Regions from separate parts of the Mus musculus genome. Here region 1 is linked to region 2. Evidence: chromatin contacts called from public Hi-C data. All regions are on one chromosome and are shown on one strand. Each heading gives the region's core, a stretch centred on a gene start, on an enhancer-like site or on the middle of the called end of the contact. The rest is flanking DNA. Distances are from core to core; before and after follow the strand shown. Region 1 overlaps Gm29345 (a long non-coding RNA gene). Region 2 holds the start of En1 (engrailed 1).

Region 1 (3,189 bases), core at 404-2,903, 230 kb after region 2:
AGCCCTAACCTACTTTGTAAGTTCTAGGTTAGTGAGAGGCTCTGTCTCAAAAGAAATCAAGGTAGACAGTATCTTAGGAACAACAACTGAGGTTAGCTCTGGCTTCCACGTGCATGTGCACACACAGGCACCTGTACAAATACCAATACACACCACAGCTTAATAAAAACATCCCTACCCTCAGAATCTCCAAATGTGACTGTATTTGAGACAAGGTTACTAAGGCAAAGGGATCTGACAATGGTCCAGCTGTAATGCTGTTGTGCACAAAACATGGGGATGGTTGCAAGAAAGGAAAGTGTCCTTGGCCTGACACAAAGTCCTATATCATAGTCTTAATCCAATAAGGCTAGCACCCTTACAGGAAGAAGAGGCAGACGGACATGGCACACAGAGCAATACCCTTGGAAAGGCATATGGCGGAGGTTGGCCAAGCACAAGGCAGGGAGATGGTCACTGACACCTTGAGCATGGGCTTAGGGCTATGGTAGCTCCATCCAACTGAGACAATGTGTGACGAGAATTCAAACCCTGATTGGCCATTTCTTTGTGCTGTAGGAAAGATCAGCAGAAAGGTGGAAGGCAGCCAGGCAGGAGGATGTGTAACTCAGTGGGGAGAGGATGTTGGTCATTCAGTAGGGATGCAACAAGGGTCAGTGAGACCTCCTGGCTGATGAGCCTGGGTCTGGGAAGGAGCATGGGGTTGAGAAAGACCCTTCTGGGTAGAGGGGGAGGGATGACATTCTAGGCCACTGAACAGCTGGGTTCGCTGGATACCAGAATCTCTACCACTGACTGTTTGGCTGAACATTTGGCCAGCTAAATACACATGTGGACACAGCTCTGAGGAATGTTGGCCCAAACCAAGCACAAGACAGGAGATGGTGTGTAAATCAGGGGTCTCTTCCCTTCAAGCCCAGAAGATGAGTAAAGGCAAAAATCCAGTAACTTCGCATATTTAGTATGAGACCAAGAGTGTGAGACCTGATGAAGCTCATCCCAAAAGATCTCATCTTGGAACAAGAAAGACAACAATAGACCAGGCACATGGTTAAAACACCAAACTTGGGGGTACATGAAGGGAGGGGATCCCCAGGCTGACACACAATGGATCAAATGTGATAAGTCCTTTGAGGCCAATCACATACCATCATCCAGCCCCATGCTCTGTCAAATAGTAAAAGCAGATGTGTTTGCAAACTGGCAAGAACTCAGAAGACATTTCTTGTGATTGGCAGGCGCTTAGGTAGGAGGTTGCCAGGGATAGTGAGAAGAAAATACTTGGGTGGCGATCCAGACATAAGCATACCCCAAACCTCCCCCAACCCAGCTCCTCTAACAATAAGAAAAGAGAAAATCAATATCAGCTTGGGCAAGAATAGATCTATTGTAACGTGGAAGAAACCCACATGATAGACAGGATAGGAGGAAAAGATATTCCACATCCCTGAAATTATTCTGCTCTATTGTCTGATCTATCTCATCCAAACACCATGCAGTTAGGGCCAGGTGCAATAGTTTAAAGTTGAGGTATGTGTGGAGAACAAAGTTCCCATCTTGGCTTGTGAAATTTTTTCTCTCCATGCTTCATCTAGAGCCTTTGACCTTCTATTATTTGGCTTCAGAAACAACCCCCAGTTTCCAGTACATTCTTGGGGAAAGAGTCAGTTCTCTCAGCCTGTAGCAAGCATTCACAGAGTAGCCATGACCATGTCTATCCAAGATAGTGGCCCCACAAGAATGCATTGGCATTTATGTACTGCTAAAGGTCTAGCCAGATTATCTAAGACCCTGTAAAAGGCTGGAGGGGAGGAGGGGTCAGGTCGAGTGGGTCCAGGCTCCAGAATAAGAATCCTCTCTGTTTTGTTCTCCTGACCTCCTAAATAGGGTGAGTTCTGTGTTTTTTCTAAAGGTGCTTATCTTTTACTTCATTCTAGCTACATACCTGTGGCGGACAAGGGTTAGGGCAGGAAGCACCCCAGAATCTCTGGTTGCCTGAGCTCAAGGCGGGGGGGGGGGGGCACTTATGGGCTGTCATGGCCAGTGGACAAACTCATTGTGTGATTGAATTGAAAACCGGATAATATGGTAGCTCTGATGCAGGTGTGAGCAGATGCTAGCTACAGATTTCAGGGCCAAGAATATACTTGGTTTCCCTGAAGATCAGCTGGATGAGGGAATTCATAATACTTCTCCAGGGCAGAAGGGAACTTGATGGACCGTCTCTCTAGAGGCAAGGAAGAATGTACATAGACAGTTGTGATGGATGTGTGGTGGAATCTATTGTGCCAAAGCTTTATCTTATTAGTTTAGGGTACAGTGTTTTAACATGGATGGATGGTGTTATGACGATAGTATAGCACCTATGGTGTCTGCCAGCCCACCATCCTCACAGTTCCCTTCCTCCCTTCCTCCCTTCCTCCCTTCCTCCCTTCCTCCCTTCCTCCCTTCCTCCCTTCCTCCCTTCCTCCCTTCCTCCCTTCCTCCCTTCCTCCCTTCCTCCCTTCCTTCTCCTCTTCCTCCTCCTCCCATCTCTCTCTGTAAGTAGGTAAGTAGAATAATTCAATGATCAATGAGCCTCAGAAATCTTCTACTTTTTATCCCCCACCCCCATCCCCCTGCCCCAACACTGGGATTTGTCGCCATGCCTGGCATTCTTTACATGGATTCTGAAGTTCAAATTCAGGTCCTCATGCTTGCAGAGCAAGTGCTTTATCCACTGGAGTCTTGTAAACTCAAGAGCAAGTATCAGCACTTGTTAACACAGTTTCTCTGTTCCTGAGGTCTTCTACATAACACCATTTCCTTTGCACAGTTCTAAAACACACAATTCTCAGTTGCCACAATTCAGATAAATGATACCAAGTCCCAGAAACATTGTTAGACTTTGGCTATCATGGCACATGAACTGAGAATGGTTGTAAAAAAAAAAAACATTAGCTCTTGTGTCCATGACTTATTGCAAAACTTCAGATAGATATTTTAAGGCGAAATGTATCATTTCATTCTGAGTATGATCACATAGAATCTATTCTTCCATTCACACACAAAGCTAAGTGCATAGCTTTATCATTTCTTTGTCACTCAGTGACAACTTCTAGTTCATGGAAATAGATGAATGTGATGGTTAGTGCTAATTGTCACCTTGACCAAATCTAGAATTACCCAGGAGATGGTCCTCTGGACATG
Region 2 (3,482 bases), core at 602-3,101:
AAGCACAGTAGATGTGGAGAAGCCTCAGAAAGTTGGAGAGACCGCGGTGGCCCCAGAGACTCAACTCTGGAGAGGTTCTTGCCACCAAGCCCCAGCCCAGTCCTTTTTGGAAACCCGGCCCAGAGAAGTCGGGAGATTCTCGGCTGAGCCTGAGAGGCAGCCAAGCAAAAGGCGAATTCTGTTCTTCGTCCAGGACAAACTTTGCATCATTGCTCCGGTTAGACTGGTGGGTTTGGTTGTATGTTCTTCCCAATCTAGCCTCTGTGTAAATAAAATCTTACTTTTTTTTTTTTAACTAGGGGTAGAGAGTGTAACTCTTATGAGGTAGTCAGAAACTATGACATTTGGGGATGGTGATCAGGGAAGTGTAGTTCTGCCAGGATCTCCAACAGGACATTGGGTGGGAAAGGCCTCCTCTGTGGAAGGCTTTCTTGGACTGAAGGCTTCAACAGTCTATTCGTACCCGACCCTCCAAAACAGCTCTCCAGGAAATCTCTCCGGCGTCCAGCATCACCCTTCACTCTCTAACCTGGGTTGAGGAAAAACTTTTGAGGTATTTCACTCGGGAAAAGAGGAAATGCCCAGAATACAGCAGCGTGGAAGCGACTGGAGGCGAAAGTGCTCAGGGCCCCACCCCAAGATGCCCAGGAGTGGGCAGCAATTCCAGCGAATTCAGCTTAGAATTAGGGTAACCCGTTGTTGAATCTTCAGCCGGCCAAGGCAAACATTTGAAGCGCGGTAGTTTTATTGTTCTGATTTTTACTTTGCAGGGAAATCTAACACAGAGGTTTCACTGAAGTTGAAACCCAAACCTAGGCCTTGCAAGGAGGCACATCATGTCGCCTGGCTTAGGTGCTCTTCTGAGACAACTCTACCGGGCTAGGGCAATCCGGATTTCCCTTAGCCAAGGAAGAAAAGGGCAGAATGCACTAGGGCTCTTCTATGGCCTCTGGACGTGGCTCCACAGCGTCCGGACAGCTTGTGGGTGTTGGTGATCCAGACAGGGAAGGGCATAGTTACGAATCTCTCAGCGACAGTGTGGCTAGCCACTGACACAAACCAACAGTGCCAGCAAGGTGTAGCAGGCCTCTTGGGTTTGCCATTAGTGGGAAACAAACGACACCTCTGAAGGTAGCTAGCCCTAAGTCTTTCGCTCATGCCCGATCTCTTGGTTTTTCACACACACACACACACACACACACACACACACACACACACACACACACACAGAGAGAGAGAGAGAGAGAGAGAGAGGGGGGGGGGAGACAGAGAGAGAACGTGGGAATATAAGAATATAAACTAAATCGGCGACCGGGGATGGGGAGGGGGGTGTATGGTATCCCAAATCCCTGCCGCTTCTCGTTGTTCCCAGCACACACGAACCCATAGTCCTGTATTTCTCCAACAAGTTGTGGACTTGCTTCTCTTATCTGTCTACATCCCAAATTCTAGCTTTCTCGGATCTCTTCATGCCCTCTTCAGTCCGGATCTGAAGGGGGGAGGGGCGTGGGCACAAATGGGGGCAGGGCAGGCCGGACGTACGGGGCCTGAGCCTCTGCACCCCCTCTCCACCCACGGCCGCCGCCCCCGGATTATTTATCCGCAAAGTCCCGCGCGCGCCCATTGGGCCGAACCCTGAGTGTCAGCGCGAGTTCTGGCTCGCCATTGGTCTCACACACGTGCGGCCCTGACTCACGTGCTTCCGGTTTGAAGGCAAAAAGTGTGCCTGGGTGATTTTTTTTTTTTTTAAGCGAGAGAGTTTGTGCAAAGATCCGAGCTGTCAGAGATTTCAGGGGGGAAAAGGGAGCCCGGCACTGGCGGAGACGCGCTCTCCCTGCAAAAAAGCAAAGACGATTAAAGGCGCTGCCAGCCTCGCTCTCTGGGCACAGCTGAGCGTGACACTGGGGAAGTCAAACCCCTCTACTGCCTAGGAAGATGGCTAGACTTTAAAGATTATTTTTTTCCCTTTAAGGAAAAAGTCTCGGAGCTTTAAAAAAAATTCCTTTTTCTCTTTTTTTTTCTCCCCTCTTTTTTTTTTTTTCTGAGCCGTGGCTTATCCCCCCATTAAGACCAATCACTGAAATCTTGTTGCTGAAAGAAAAAAAAGAAAGAAAGAAAAAGAAAAGAAAATAATAGCCAAGTGTCTTCACTGTATCTGGATGTCTACAAATTAGAGAGAGGGAGAGAGCGAGATTTGCTCCACCAGAGCGGGCGAGAGCCAGGCCAGACGCTCGCCTTTCTTTTTTCCGCCTGCATCCGCCCTGTGCCTTCGCTGAGGCTTCGCTTTGCCTTCTTCCTCTCCGCGCACCCCCACGGGCCCGCTGGCAAAGTGGGGTGGGGAGCGAGGCGCGGGGGGCGGGGGCCGGCGCCGCGGCCAGGGCTGCCGGGCGGCCGAGCATGGAAGAACAGCAGCCGGAGCCTAAAAGTCAGCGCGACTCGGGCCTCGGCGCGGTGGCAGCGGCGGCCCCGAGCGGCCTCAGTCTGAGTCTGAGCCCAGGAGCCAGCGGCAGCAGCGGCAGCGATGGAGACAGCGTGCCGGTGTCCCCGCAGCCAGCGCCCCCGTCGCCTCCTGCGGCACCCTGTCTGCCGCCCCTGGCCCATCACCCGCACCTCCCCCCGCATCCCCCGCCCCCGCCGCCGCCGCCGCCGCCGCCACCGCAGCATCTCGCGGCGCCTGCTCACCAGCCGCAGCCCGCGGCCCAGCTGCACCGCACCACCAACTTTTTCATCGATAACATCCTAAGGCCCGATTTCGGTTGCAAAAAGGAACAGCCCCTGCCTCAGCTCCTGGTGGCTTCGGCTGCAGCCGGAGGAGGCGCAGCAGCAGGAGGAGGAAGCCGCGTGGAGCGTGACCGAGGCCAGACTGGTGCAGGTAGAGACCCCGTTCACTCTCTGGGCACACGAGCTTCGGGGGCTGCCTCGCTCTTGTGTGCTCCAGATGCGAACTGTGGCCCACCCGACGGCTCCCAGCCCGCCACCGCTGTCAGCGCCGGCGCATCCAAAGCCGGGAACCCGGCTGCTGCGGCGGCCGCGGCCGCAGCAGCGGCTGCAGCGGCAGTGGCGGCAGCGGCGGCAGCAGCCTCGAAGCCCTCGGACAGTGGCGGTGGTAGTGGAGGCAACGCGGGGAGTCCCGGGGCGCAGGGCGCCAAGTTCCCGGAACACAACCCTGCGATCCTACTCATGGGTTCGGCTAACGGTGGGCCGGTGGTCAAGACTGACTCACAGCAACCCCTAGTGTGGCCCGCCTGGGTCTACTGCACACGCTATTCGGACCGTCCGTCCTCTGGTGAGTACCCGAGCCGGGATGTGCATATGTGTCCAGGCCATGCTCTAGAATTTCAAGCCGTCACGCCCGGGAGAGTCCAGTTTGAAGCTCCATCAGCTTCACGTTTTATTTCTCTTGCCCCGGGTCCTAGTCACAACCGATCCTGTGCTCGATTCTGCCCTGCCATGTTGGCCTATTCGACCAAGGAAGTTACAGC

The links. Hi-C and Micro-C count contacts between places; a contact is called where the count stands out from the background.
Region 1: a Hi-C map of muscle stem cells shows a contact between it and region 2, with 2.6 times the contacts expected there. The contact joins the enhancer-like site here to the promoter of En1 in region 2. A contact is called at or near these places in 2 of 39 promoter capture datasets (the 3T3-L1 cell line and liver), 6 of 484 Hi-C or Micro-C datasets (the C2C12 cell line, brown adipocytes, cerebellar granule neurons and 3 more) and 2 of 115 datasets of contacts at active chromatin or transcription factors (neural progenitor cells and pancreatic cancer cells).

The regions. Positions count from the first base shown.
Region 1 is chr1:120,830,503-120,833,691 of GRCm38.p6, forward strand. All of the region lies in intron 1 of Gm29345 (a long non-coding RNA gene), which reads left to right. Among named protein-coding and RNA genes, the nearest start is that of Gm34584, 26 kb to the right of the region's middle. Within about 2 kb of position 1,654, at least 3 of the 459 cell types and tissues checked have an H3K27ac peak or open chromatin away from gene starts, as enhancers often do. A contact at or near this core is called in muscle stem cells, where this site is marked.
Region 2 is chr1:120,600,636-120,604,117 of GRCm38.p6, forward strand. It overlaps En1 (engrailed 1), which reads left to right and starts at 1,852. Exons shown (of 2, transcript NM_010133.2): 1 at 1,852-3,286. The coding sequence starts at 2,398.